4 separate regions of the Mus musculus genome follow, and regions 1, 2 and 3 are each linked to region 4. The links are chromatin contacts, called in public promoter capture Hi-C maps. All regions are on one chromosome and are shown on one strand. Each heading gives the region's core, a stretch centred on a gene start, on an enhancer-like site or on the middle of the called end of the contact. The rest is flanking DNA. Distances are from core to core; before and after follow the strand shown.

What was found. Capture Hi-C pulls out chosen DNA fragments and counts their contacts.
Region 1: a promoter capture Hi-C map of liver shows a contact between it and region 4. The contact joins the promoter of Gfus here to the promoter of Rhpn1 in region 4. A contact is called at or near these places in 4 of 39 promoter capture datasets (the SN4741 cell line and embryonic stem cells), 3 of 15 datasets of contacts at CTCF or cohesin (all in embryonic stem cells), 14 of 484 Hi-C or Micro-C datasets (the G1E-ER4 cell line, the HL-1 cell line, the N1E-115 cell line and 5 more), 16 of 115 datasets of contacts at active chromatin or transcription factors (the NIH/3T3 cell line, bone marrow-derived macrophages, embryonic forebrain and 9 more) and 3 of 9 other capture datasets (adipose tissue, liver and pancreatic islet).
Region 2: a contact with region 4 is called in a promoter capture Hi-C map of adipose tissue. The contact joins the promoter of Ly6h here to the promoter of Rhpn1 in region 4. A contact is called at or near these places in 7 of 39 promoter capture datasets (the 3T3-L1 cell line, 3T3-L1-derived adipocytes, cranial neural crest and 3 more), 12 of 115 datasets of contacts at active chromatin or transcription factors (craniofacial prominence, embryonic basal ganglia, embryonic forebrain and 5 more) and 4 of 9 other capture datasets (adipose tissue, embryonic stem cells, liver and 1 more).
Region 3: a contact with region 4 is called in a promoter capture Hi-C map of liver. The contact joins the promoter of Gsdmd here to the promoter of Rhpn1 in region 4. A contact is called at or near these places in 4 of 39 promoter capture datasets (the HPC-7 cell line, cranial neural crest, maxillary cranial neural crest and 1 more), 3 of 484 Hi-C or Micro-C datasets (DN3 thymocytes, bone marrow-derived macrophages and embryonic cerebral cortex), 16 of 115 datasets of contacts at active chromatin or transcription factors (acute myeloid leukemia, bone marrow-derived dendritic cells, embryonic basal ganglia and 11 more) and 3 of 9 other capture datasets (adipose tissue, liver and pancreatic islet).

What each region holds. Positions count from the first base shown.
Region 1 is chr15:75,928,227-75,931,294 of GRCm38.p6, forward strand. It overlaps Gfus (GDP-L-fucose synthase), which reads right to left and starts at 1,592. Exons shown (of 11, transcript NM_001357005.1): 1 at 1,493-1,592; 2 at 666-823; 3 at 203-317. The coding sequence starts at 811.
Region 2 is chr15:75,565,898-75,568,768 of GRCm38.p6, forward strand. It overlaps Ly6h (lymphocyte antigen 6 complex, locus H), which reads right to left and starts at 1,285. Exons shown (of 4, transcript NM_011837.3): 1 at 866-1,285; 2 at 235-362. The coding sequence starts at 867.
Region 3 is chr15:75,860,940-75,864,135 of GRCm38.p6, forward strand. Gsdmd (gasdermin D) reads left to right here and starts at 1,400. Exons shown (of 11, transcript NM_026960.4): 1 at 1,400-1,542; 2 at 2,466-2,689. The coding sequence starts at 2,470.
Region 4 is chr15:75,702,845-75,705,830 of GRCm38.p6, forward strand. Rhpn1 (rhophilin, Rho GTPase binding protein 1) reads left to right here and starts at 1,444. Exons shown (of 15, transcript NM_001163465.1): 1 at 1,444-1,630. The coding sequence starts at 1,550.

The DNA of each region.
Region 1 (3,068 bases), core at 342-2,841, 230 kb after region 4:
CAAGCAAGCTCAGTCCCAGATACATAGTGTGGTGTGCAGGTTTCTTTCAGCTTCTCAATCTGCAGGTCGGCACTTGGCCAAATGTCCTGAGGGCTGTACAAAACCAGCCCTCGGGGACTTCTTGGGGGTAAACCTGTGGAAGTTTCAAGAACCTAAGCTCCTGGCTCCCAATGCTTGTTGCCCCTGGAGCACTCCAACTTACCCAGAAATCCAAGTTGTATTTGATATTCCGGAAAAGGCCGCCTACCATTGCAGCGAGATGGATGACGTGGGTGGGCTGTACTTTCTGGAAGAGTGCTTGGGTTTGGGCTGCATCCCTGAGGGAAGCCAGGATGTCAGGGGAGGGCTAGGGAGGCCTGAGGAGATCAGGAGTTTGAGGCTTGGGCAGTGAGTCTAGAAACTGAATGGATCCATGGCTGGAAGGGCAGCCACAGAGACAAGTAGCTAAGTTCAGAGCTTTAGCAGCTGTCGGCTGGGAATCCCGGAACTACAGGAGGATGTTTACTTAAGAGCACAGCCAGCAACTACAGCCTGTCACCTGGCAGGGAGGACCCAAACTCGGGGTAGATTACTTCTAGGCTCAGGAACAAACCCGGTCAGGGTATTATTCTGTCTGGAAAGGGAACCAAGAGGAGGAATTGGGTCTGAATATGGTCGCAACTTACGTCAGATCTGCATCTTTGGAGGAGACAAACACCCATTCCTCTCCAGGTAAGCCGGCCCCATCTGCAACCACCTTCTGGATGGCTCTACCCACCAGTCCAGAGCCCCCTGTCACTAGGATCCTCATGGATCCATGGGGTTCGCCCATTATGGTCTGCACCTGGAGGGCCAAATGGTGTAAGCTAAGGAGGATACAGGATGTGCCATTTTCCCTACCCCATTCTCCTTGGCCAATGGCAGCAGGCACAGAATCAAAACTTCCAAGGAGGAGCGACAACAGGCTGACAGACACACCCAACTCTGTTCCCCCAGGAAGTCCTTTGCCCTGGGCATTATAGCTTCCTGCTGGCCGCCATCCCAAACAAAGTAGCTTGGTTCCAACCCATGACCCTACTAGGCAGAGGAAAGGTACACCTCATCCCTACGACTGCAAAATTAGGGCTGGCAGGTCCCTGCACAGATCATAGCGGCTGCTTCTCCCCAACGTTCACCCTACAGACAGACAAGGGGCGGTGCTCGTACTTGGAGTCCCGTACCCACAAATGCTGAGCTGATAGCCTACGGTCTAAGAAAGCCTAGTAGTTTAGGGCAGGGTGCACCGCTGGACGGCCTCAGGACGCTGGAATTTTTTACGGTTTCTGTAGGGGGGCTCTGAACCAGCCGCATGGCTCCACCGTTACCAAGATGAGCAAGGGCCCGGGCCCCAAACCCCTTGGTTCCCGACCCAGCCCAACCCCACGTAGACCCACAATGCGAGACGTACTCTTACGGCCCTGACCAGCCTGCGAGATCCCCGGTTTGCTGCGCCGAATCCAACTGTAAATCTCACCTGCGATGGGTTCCACCAGCCCAAGAGCTACTTCCGGTGCACAATTCTCCAGCTATTCCCGGTTCAAGTGGAGGGGGGCGAGACCCTCCCGGGGAACTCTGGGAAATGGAGTCTTTGTCACGCGCCAGTGAGGCGCGGGCCCTTCTGGGAAATGTCTTCTGGGCCTCACGGCCATCTGGGAAACCGAGTCCTGTGGGCGGGGCGGGGATGGTCCCGTCTCACCGCTGGAACTGCAATGCAGAGGACAAGCTGCACACCTAGACACACTCTAGTGGTTAAACGGACACAGGTCCCTCAAGGGACTAGTGGGCTGGCAAGGAATCTCCAGTTCTTATCCTGCAAGGAAAATCATTTCCCATTAGCCGGTCTGCGTGTCTGAGTGGCCAGGCGCCTGGCTGAGCCAGCATCCCTTACCAGTTGTGTGTTCCAGCCAAGAGTTCACACAAGACTCGATTTCTTTACCTAAATTGAGTATTTTAAAGCAGTGAATAAAATCTCTTCTACCTCGACAACATCTTAAAGTGTGTTTCATAATGAAAAATTAAAATATCAGCCAATGTTGGAATGGTGTTTTTAAAGGTACTTAACTCCAAGCCTGTTCGTCTGAATTCGATCCACTCGGATCCACTTACTGGAAAGCCAGAACTGACTTCCACAAGTCGTTCTCTGATTTTCACGCTCACACTGTCCCACACATGTACCCATACATAAAAACTAAATAATGTATAAAAAAAAAACCTAAAAAATATTGGTTATGAGGAGGTAAGTAGGACAGCAGATTATTCAGTTTAGCTAAGTTTATATGTCTATCAACTGTGATAGTAGTGTTAATTTAAAAATAGAGACACAGGCTTAAGAATACACACACAGAGTGTGGGAGAGCACACTCTACCTTTAATTCCAGCACTTGAGAGGCAGAGTCAGGCAGATCTCTGAATTTGAGGCCAGCCTGTTCTACAAAATGAGTTCATCCCCCTGAGCCTCTTCTAATTTTTTTAAATCTATTTATTTTATGTATATGAGTACACTGTAGCTGTCTTCAGACACACCAGAAGAGGGTGTCAGATCCCATTACAGATGGTTGTGAGCCACTATGTGGTTGCTGGGATTTGAACTCAGGACCTCTGGAAGAGCAGTCAGTGCTCTTAACCGCTGAGCCATCTCTCCAACCCGCCTCTTCTCATTTTTATGTCTTTTAAATGACTCATTGAATTTAGTTAGAGTTTGCAATTGTGGACCAGAGTCTAGTACAGCTGTTACCAGCCCCTTCCAGTGTTGAGGAATAATTCTATTTTGAGTAGCCCAGTTACTTAGAATTTATTCCACAAAAGACAAATTCATCCCATATGAAACCACAGCCTCTTTAAAATGCCTCAGATCTATCATTTCTTTTTATTTTACCTTATTTTATTTTTTTTTATTTTACGTGTACGCACTGTAGCTGTACTGATGGTTGTGAGCCATCATGTGGTTGCTGGGAATGAAGGTTGCTTGCTCCGGCTGGTCCTGCTCACTCTGGTTGGGCCCCGCTCCAGCCTAAAGATTTAGTATTATATCTAAGTACACTGTAGCTGTC
Region 2 (2,871 bases), core at 35-2,534, 140 kb before region 4:
CTCCTACACACAGCACCCCCAAAGATAGGTAGGTTCCAAGACAGGAAAGGTCCACCCGACTTAATAGGAAGCTCGCTGAACCTCTGAGAATGAGGGACATCTGCGCAGTACTAGAAGAAAGGTGGAAAGGCGCTGGATGCCCTCGAGTGTGGGGAGAGCCCCCGGTGGCTGGAGCTGAGATCTAAGAGTGGTGCTTCCCGTGATATGACCCCTCCCCGCGGGCCCCCGACTCACCCGGCGAGGGGCAGAGAAGCAAGGCCAGCAGCGCCAGACCGAGGCTCTTCATGGCTGCAGGCAGCATGCTCCGATAGGGCCTGAAAGAGGCGCGGGGGCTGCAGGCGGGGGTCCTCTGGGGCGCAGGCCTGGAGGGGAATAGCCTCGGTCAGAGGACCCAACCCTAAACACCCTTCCCTTTTCTGGCCTGAAGATGTAACCATCCCCCAGGAATCAAAAGCGCGCGGGGGGGGGGGGGGAGGTCCAGGAGCTCGCAATGCCCCACCCCCAACCCATCACCGGGAGCATCCACCATCACAGCCTCCCCTCCAGGGAAAAGAGGTCTGCCCTCTCCGGTGAGGTGGCCACCCGAGGTCCCCGCAGCCTTCGCCCTGCACCTGCGTGGGGAGATTGTCTTCTCTCCCCAAGGAGCTGTAGGTGCGTCCGGACAGGAAAAGCGGGAGGAGGGAGCGCACCTTACCTGCCGGCGGGGGAGGGTTGCGCGCCGCGTCCCCGTCCTCGTCCCCACCCCTGGGCTGGGGGGCCGGGAACCCCGCGCCGAGTCCCCTCCCCTGGTCCCCGCGCGCGCGCCTCGGCGCTCACCGCGAATCGGGGCGTGGAGTGCGGGCCTCGGGGTGGGGGGCGCACTCACATCCCTGGGGTGTCCGCACTCCGGGCTCAGCGGCGGGCACGGCGCGGGGAGCGATGCCCTTCGGTCTCCCTGCGGACCGGAACCGGGGCGCAGCTTCGTCTTTCGGGGAACGCAGCCGCAGACGCGGACCCCGCGCGAGGGGCGGGGCGGAACCGGGGCGGGGGCCTCGCACAGCTGGGAGACGCGCGGGGTGGGGGGCGCCCAGGGCTGGAGGCCACTCAGCAGGTCGCCCTACCCGGCCTCGGCGCCTTTCGTCCGCGCGCAACGCCCCTTCTAGGTCTCCCGCTCCTGCTCCCGCCGCAGCAGCCCCCCACCCTTTTCCACCTCCCTACCCGGCGTGGGAGGATCCTCCCACTCTGCTTGGCCGAGGTCCCTTGCAGATTCTCGGAAGAGCTTTGGCTGCTAAAGGAAGCAAAATGCACAAAGACGCAGCGAAAGAGGGAAGCGGAGAGGTAGGGCTGTGGGGTTCAGACGCCCAGCCTTGGGGCTCCTCCCTCCCCAGCATCCACCTCGCATCCGATAGTTCCAGCCAATTCTACTCCTAAGAGTGCCCATGACGACGCCCACCGGCAACTCAGCCCTAGGGACTTTTGTTACCAACCACACCCACACACAGAGATGACAATCCTGGCCCCTGTGTAAGGATCACACCAGGTTCACACCTTGGGCTCCTGCTCCCCCCCTGCCCTTCCAGCTCTCTTGGGCTCAGGGTAAGCCACAGCTCCCTTCGCTCCCTTGTCACACAGGAGGAAAGGTGTTCCGTGTTCAAAACCCTAGGCCCTGGAAAAAGCAGCTAGCACACCTTGGATTCTGCCCGCCCGCCCCACCCCCACCACAGAACCTCATACCAGACAAATGACTGTCACTAATACCAAGTCCTTGCTAGATGTGACAACCTCTGCTGTCAGTCTGAGCGTATAGTCTGTTCTCTTTGATCTAAACAGCACATTATAGATGCATGTTGCCTTGGTGTCTCGGTGTTGAGTTACAGGTAAGGAGAACACTTAGCAATAGAGCCTCCTCCTGCCCAGGGTCACACAAGTCACCAGGTGATCAAACAGCGTGAGCACTTGAGTAGTTCACAAGTGCTGAGGAATAGAGGGACTAGACACTTTGAAGAAGGGATCTAGATGAAGAGAGTGCCGAGGATAAGAATTAGTTCATACACAATTCTCTGCAAAAGAAGTCCCGCACTCCACTCCATTGTGGAGCCCAGAGCCAGCCTGCCATCAGACTGGGGTGAGAGCAGCTGTGCCTGAGCCTGCACTCAGGTTGACAGGCTGAGCTATAGTATGGATTCTTGCAGAGCAGAGGCTTGGTGAGGCTTCTAGGTAAGAAGTGTTTTTAGGGGAGTAAATGGTCCTTGAACCCCTGTTCATCATGCCGCAGCTTGAAAAGGCAGGCGGCCTGACTAGATTTCCCTCAACACTAACAAACCTCCTCGAACACAAAGCCAATGTGCTTATTAAGACATGCTAGAAGAAGAAACACACAACCCCAAGCCAAACCGCAAGTTTACCTGACAGAAAGAAACTTCGCTCACATGAAAAAAGACCAATGCAGGCCTTAAAAGGACTCCCAGGAAAAGGAGGTGATCACTGAAAAAGAAATCTGGGGGGGCGGGGGGGAAGCAACAAACACCCTACATGTCACACCCTTTTATTTACATGAAATGCCCCAAAGTGTAAGAATCCAACAAAGACAGAAAGATTAGCCAAGTACAGGGAGGGAAAGGAATGACCGGCTTGGGACACGACTAATCATTTTGTAGTAATGAAATGCCCTAAAATTAGATTCTGGTGATGGATACACAACTTTATTAATACACTAAAAGTCACTGAAATGTATTCAATAAAGAATGAGTTGTGTGGTATGTGATATATTGTATCTTAATAAAGTTGATGTTTAAAAAAGAAAAACAACTTAGCACAGAGTTAAATTAGCCAGCAAATTAGACACAGATGAAGAGGGAATTTATGAGCTGGAAGACAAATTTGAAGAAATCA
Region 3 (3,196 bases), core at 150-2,649, 160 kb after region 4:
CAAAGTTAAATTAAATAAACAAATGCATACATAAATAAACTCGTGTGGCTACTGCCCACACCCCAGGACACTGGCAACCATGAACAGTTGGCTTACTTGGGGGATTTCATACAAAATGGCTTGCACAGTGATGTGTCATTTTTTTGTTTGTTTGTTTGTTTGGTTGGTTGGTTGGTTGGTTGGCTTGGATTAGTTTTGGTCTGGCTTCTTCCGCTTGTGGCCGTGTTTTCAGGGTTTATCCACATTCTGCAATGTGTCTTATAGGTGTACTCAAGCTTCTCAGTAGCCATGCAAGCGCCCTATTGAGGGTTGGTGACAGAGCTTGGTCATAGGGGGCTTTCTTGCCTAGTGTGTGCAGGGCCCAGAACTGGACAAAATTTTAATCTATGTATGAATTGATTGTCATTCAGGTCACTTGAGGGTTATCTGCTTGACTCTTTAAAATGTTACCATGGAAACTGGAGAGATGGTGCAGGGGTTAAGAGCACTTGCTGCTCTTACAGAGGACGGGGACTCAAGTCCTGGCACCCACATATGGTGCACTTGCATATATGCAGACAAAACACTCCCACACGTGGGATATAAGTTTTTAAAATCTCAAGAGGAAAATTTAAACTCTACAGCAAACATTGGTGTAGGCATATCTGTTTGACCTTCTGTTTGCTGTATGAGAAACACTTCACCATTGATAGCCACAACCCCAAGATGACCTCTTGCTTTGGATATGCACCTACAAGTCCAATTGCTAGGTCACCTGGTAACTCTACATTCACCCGTTTGAAAAATTGTGGATGTATTCTAGAGCAGCTCTGTTTTCAATTTCCTGTCTGCAAGGACCATGGGGTTTGCTTTACTGCTATTTACTTAGGATGTCAGCCAGCAGAGTAGCTTTGATGCTATCTAGTTTTGATTTGCATTTTCCTGATAACTAATGGTGTGCTTGCTGGCAACTGGTTCAGTTGTGTATTCCTAGAGAAGTCCATTCAGATCTTTTACTATGGCCCAGGTGTTTAAGAAAGAATAAGTGAAGCCTGGTGGTGGTGGCGCACGCCTTTGATCCCAGCACTTGGGAGGCAGAGGCAGGTGGATTTCTGAGTTCGAGGCCAGCGTGGTCTACAGAGTGAGTTCCAGGACAGCCAGAGCTACACAGAGAAACCCTGTCTCGAAAAAAAAAAACCAAAGGGGGGCGGGGTGGGGGGGAAGCGCTGCGAACTTGGAGGAACCCGAACTAGAAGAAAGCGAAGCTCCCGGATCGCAGGGAATTCCCGAAGCCCAGGCGGGCTCCGGGGAGGAGGAGGAGGAGGAGGCTAGGGCAGGCTGCGCAGCTGTTCCGGGAGGGAGGGCTCCTTGAAAGCACCGCGCCCGCTACGTCGGGCTGAAGCTTTACGGTTTCACTTTTGTGTCCTGCCGCCTGAGTTCCGCTCTTGGTCGTGGCTCCCGTTGCTCCCGGGTTGAGCAGACAATAGACCCCTCCCCGGCATCCCAGCAGGTCCTCGCTTCGCTTGGTGGACCCAGATACCTCGGCAGGGGTGAAAAATCGAGGTGAGCCACCCTGCTACCCAGCTCTTCCAGAGCCCAGCCGCCCCTCCTCTATCTAGTGTGGTCTACGCTATGGCCTGGATGCTTGCTTGTTGAGTTGGGGATTTAGCCCTTCCCAGAAGCCCCACTATACCTTGAAGACAGTTTGAAGGGGCCCTAGCAGCTAGGGTCTACCCTCTATGGAGGTCACCCACTAGTGATACAGTGGGACAAGCCTGGTTTGGACTTGACACTGGGGCGGGAAGAGGGGACCGAGTGGGGGGAGGGGAAGGAGGGGGGACTCTCTAGGCTTCTGGGATGATTCCTTGACCCATAAGTCCCTCCCTGATCACCAAGGGCCTTCCTGCCTCACTCTCCACCGTTAGCCCAGAGACCCAGTTTCCTAGGTGTAGAGTTGTTCCTCCACAGTGCCCAGGTTGTCTGTCCCAGGCCTGTTTTGGCCTCTGACCCATGAAAGTTCAATCAGGTCAGGTAGCTCACAGAGCTGTACATGAGAGCCCTGGAGGAAACCACTGAGCCCTGGAACACTGGCTTTGCTGTGGGCTCCTGTGCTAAATCCCTTAGAAGTGGGGGCTTGTGTTCCTTCCCCAGCCTTGGCCCTCAGCCAGGGAGAGCAACAAGGTATCTTAGACTTTAGCAATTGGCCAAAGGCTATGCACAGTAATTAATGATGTAGATAGTATAGACCTACTACAGACTACCTCCTCCTCCTCCTCCCCCTCCCCCTCCCCCTCCCCCTCCTCCTCTTCCTCCTAAGTGCTGTGGCCCCAAGGAGAGACAGATAGGCGAGCCACGGAGTGAATCGTGTCTGTGTTGTGTTGGTCGGGCAGGAATGTGCCAGGACTAACAAGGCAAGGCTACTTTGAAGGGATGGGGTTCCTGAGTGCTGGAGGAACTAAGTACGGAGCCCTGCCGTCTGCCCCCAGGACCATGCCATCGGCCTTTGAGAAAGTGGTCAAGAATGTGATCAAGGAGGTAAGCGGCAGCAGAGGCGATCTCATTCCGGTGGACAGCCTGCGGAACTCCACCAGCTTCAGGCCCTACTGCCTTCTGAACAGGAAATTTTCAAGCTCAAGGTTCTGGAAACCCCGTTATTCATGTGTCAACCTGTCAATCAAGGACATCCTGGAGCCCAGTGCTCCAGAACCAGGTATCTTCTTTCCCATCTTGATCCCCCAAGATTGAACAGAAGGGAATGGGCAAAGCCCAGCCTGCCATCTAACTGGGCATGTTCAACTCTACTCCTCTGGTCCTATTTCCAGAGTAGGGAGGTTTTTTTTTTTAATTAATTAATTTATTTATTTATTTTACGTATGTGAATACACTGTAGTTGGACAGATGGTTGTGAGCAATCATGCAGTTGCTGGGAATTGAACTCAGGACCTCTGTTCCCTCCAGCCCTACTTGCTCTAGCCCAAAGATTTATTTATTATATGTAAGTACATTGTAACTGTCTTTAGACACACCAGAAGAGGGCGTCAGATCTCATTACAGACGGTTGTGAGCCACCGTCTATAGAACCCGTGGAGTCCCAGAGTGGTCAAGGGGGTACTGACCTGACAGGAGACTGAGCTGCTTACCGATGGAACGTAGTGCTGTGGTTGCTGGGATTTGAACTCAGGACCTTCAGAAGAGCAGTCAGTGCTCTCAACCACTG
Region 4 (2,986 bases), core at 194-2,693:
CTCTTGTTCCTGGGGTTCAAGTACCCTTTTCTGGACTCTGCAGGCACAGTGCTCATCTGCAGAAACACACACACACACACACATTAAAATAAATCTTTAAGAGAAACAGTTGCTTTAGTCAGGCATGCTTTGCTGGGTGGATGTCAGTCTAAGCACACAGGATTCTGAAGACACAGAAGTCTGAATTCAGGGGTGCCTATGCAGGAGGGTGACAGCTGTGCTAGGTGACAGCACATGTGGTCTCTGTTTAGTTCTAAGGTGATGACCACACCTAGGCAGCATAAGAGCCCGGAGATGGAGGAGGCTGCTCATGAGGATGTCAGTGGAGGAAGAAGTGAAATTAGGTGACACTCCACAGGAAGATACTAGAGGAAAGAAAAGGAAAGAAAGGAGGGGAGGGGAGGGGAGGGGAGGGGAGGGGAGGGGAGGGGAGGGGAGGGGAGGGGAGGGGAGGGGAGGGGAGGGGAGGGGAGGGGAGGGGACAATGCTGCCCTGGGATCAAAAATGCCAGGAAGTTTGGAGAGGCTAGCGGGGCAGATGAGAGAAGCATTTCTGGCGGGGGCCCACTGTCCAGGGACATCCAAGAGCTTAGCCGAGCAAATTTAGATCTGGGGATGACAGAGCCAGGTGTGTGTGAGGGGGATGGGGCGTAGAGACTGAGTCGCTGACTCAGTCAGGGCAAGCAGTGACCAGGGTGGCGGGCAGCGTGGAGGAGGCTGACCTTTGGAGCAGCTTGACAAAGGGCTAGCCACTCATTTCTAGGCTGTGTTCTCAGCTCATCTAGTGTGAGCCAGCCCACATGAATTTGAGAAGTGCTTCGGAGTAAGCCCTGCAAGGAGCTCGAGTTCTGGAAAAAGTCCAATTCTTAAAACCAATTCGGGTTCTGGAAGGCGATCCGGTTCTGGAAGCACAAGGAGGTCAAGGAGAATGTAGGCTCTGGAAACAAAATGCATAACCAGGTCCCGGAGGCGAGGTTTCTGGGGGCGGTTCTGGAAGCAAGGGGACCGCAGCGGCGCTTTGCCTCTTAGTGCCGGGAAGAAAGCAGGCATTGTTTTAGAATCAGCACAAGCACTTGTCTCTAACAAACCGTTTAAAAAACCCCATTGTAAACATTTTTGGAGCAATCCTGGAGGGTCCCGTTGCCGGGGTGACGAGATAAAGCCTTGAAGTCCCTGCAGAGGCTGCAGCGGCTCTTGGTCGCCGCCCCCAGTTCTGCTTGTCTTTTCCTAACTTTCTCCGCACGCCTAACACCTAGCGTTGCGCATGCGTACCCTGATCGGCGAGCGGCCCTGGTTGCTAAGAGTTACCAGATCCCTTACCTGGAGCCCGCCTTTCTCTCACTCTGGTTGGTAGTAGTTTCTATCCATCGGAGTAGCCCTCACCTCTGATTGGACAACATCAAGTTTTGCAGGCGGGGCCCGCGCTCTGCCGCACCGGTCAGTCGGACCCTCCAGGAGGGGGACAGTCGGAGCAGCGCGGCTGATCCTCCCTGGAGCGCGAGGGGCCTGCTGCTCGCAGCCTCTCGGAGTCAGCGTCCGAGCGAGCAGCGATGATCCTTGAGGAGAGGCCAGATGGCCAGGGCACTGGCGAGGAAAGCTCTCGGCCGCAGGACGACGGCAGCATCCGCAAGGTGGGGGCTGAGCAGGGATATGGGTCTTCAGCCTCCTGCCCCGCGCTGTGCAGTGCGGCCTTCCCGGCCTTTCCTTCCTGGGACCCGCTCCCCTGAATGCCAGGTGGGGATACTGAGGTCCCAAGGAGAGACCAGAGCCGGTGTTCCAGCCCGATGGGAGTAACACTGGAGCAGTCACGGTCTAGATGGTTCCCCTGAAGCTAGAGAACCCCTTGGGTCTCAGAACCAAGAAGTTGGTTCTGATGGGTGACAACCCCCACTCCCTCACCTCCACAAGCAAGCACGTGTTTTTTTCTGACGTCTAGAAAGCCTCCTTCTCTAACAGTGTCTTCTGCGTGCCCCGCTGTAGGAGTCAGTGTCCATTAGTGGTTAGATTGTGACAGCAGACAGCAAAAACCTTCGGAACTTCACGGGGAAGCCTGACTACTTTTCCCCAACATACATCCCCTCCAAAGCTCCTGAGTCTGGAGATGAGGGTGCCTGGGCTTCCAGGAACACAGGGGTGAAGTGGAAACTAGTTTGCTCTTTGCCTAAGGGATATTATGTTAACCTTCTCTGCTTCTCCGGTCTGGGTATTTCCTAGGGGTCAGTGAGTGTTTGGGTTTCTTAGTATGTGTGTAGGCTCTGGGGTACTCCTGCCCATCCCCAGGGGCTGCTAAGCAGAAGCTGCTGTCACAACACTCCCGGGTGTTCCCATGGCTCTTTGCCCACCTTCCTTCCTGGTGTCAGATTGTACTTTGTTGCTGGCTGATTCTATCCAGTGTGTGTGTGTGTGTGTGTGTGTATCAGGTCTCCTGGAGGAGAGGGAGGAGAGGGAGAGGAAGAGGAAGAGAGGAAGGCACTGGGACTTGGACAGAACCCTCAAGGGCTCCATCCTAACCAGGCATGCCTGATACCACAGTGACTAGCTCAAACTGGGGAGGGGTTAGATTGGAGAGAGGGAAGGAGGGAGGGAGGGAGACGGAGTCAGCCTGCAACATGTTCTCCAGGAACTCTTCTTCCTAGGGTGGCCATGCCTTTCAGGTGCCCTGTGGAGGAAGTGCATGTTGCATTGGTCAGCCTCCCTGTGGATAGTGTGGGACTCCCCCACCCTGAGCTGACTCAGTAAGAGAAGCCTGGGAAGGCTTAGGATTGCTCTGTTCCTTCTTTCTATTCCCAGGCCTGTGTGGGGATAACTGTGTCCCCCCGCCCCCCACCTTTTGCTAATCCTTGAGGACCAGCCCAGTACAGGTCACTGGGTCTTTGAGTGGGAGGTTTTGTTTCTCTGACCCCCATGCCTTTCCTCCCTGGTCGTGGCCAGGCCCTGTTCTGGTTTGGCCACTGCTGCTGCGATGTCTGTACTGATGGCAAGTTCTC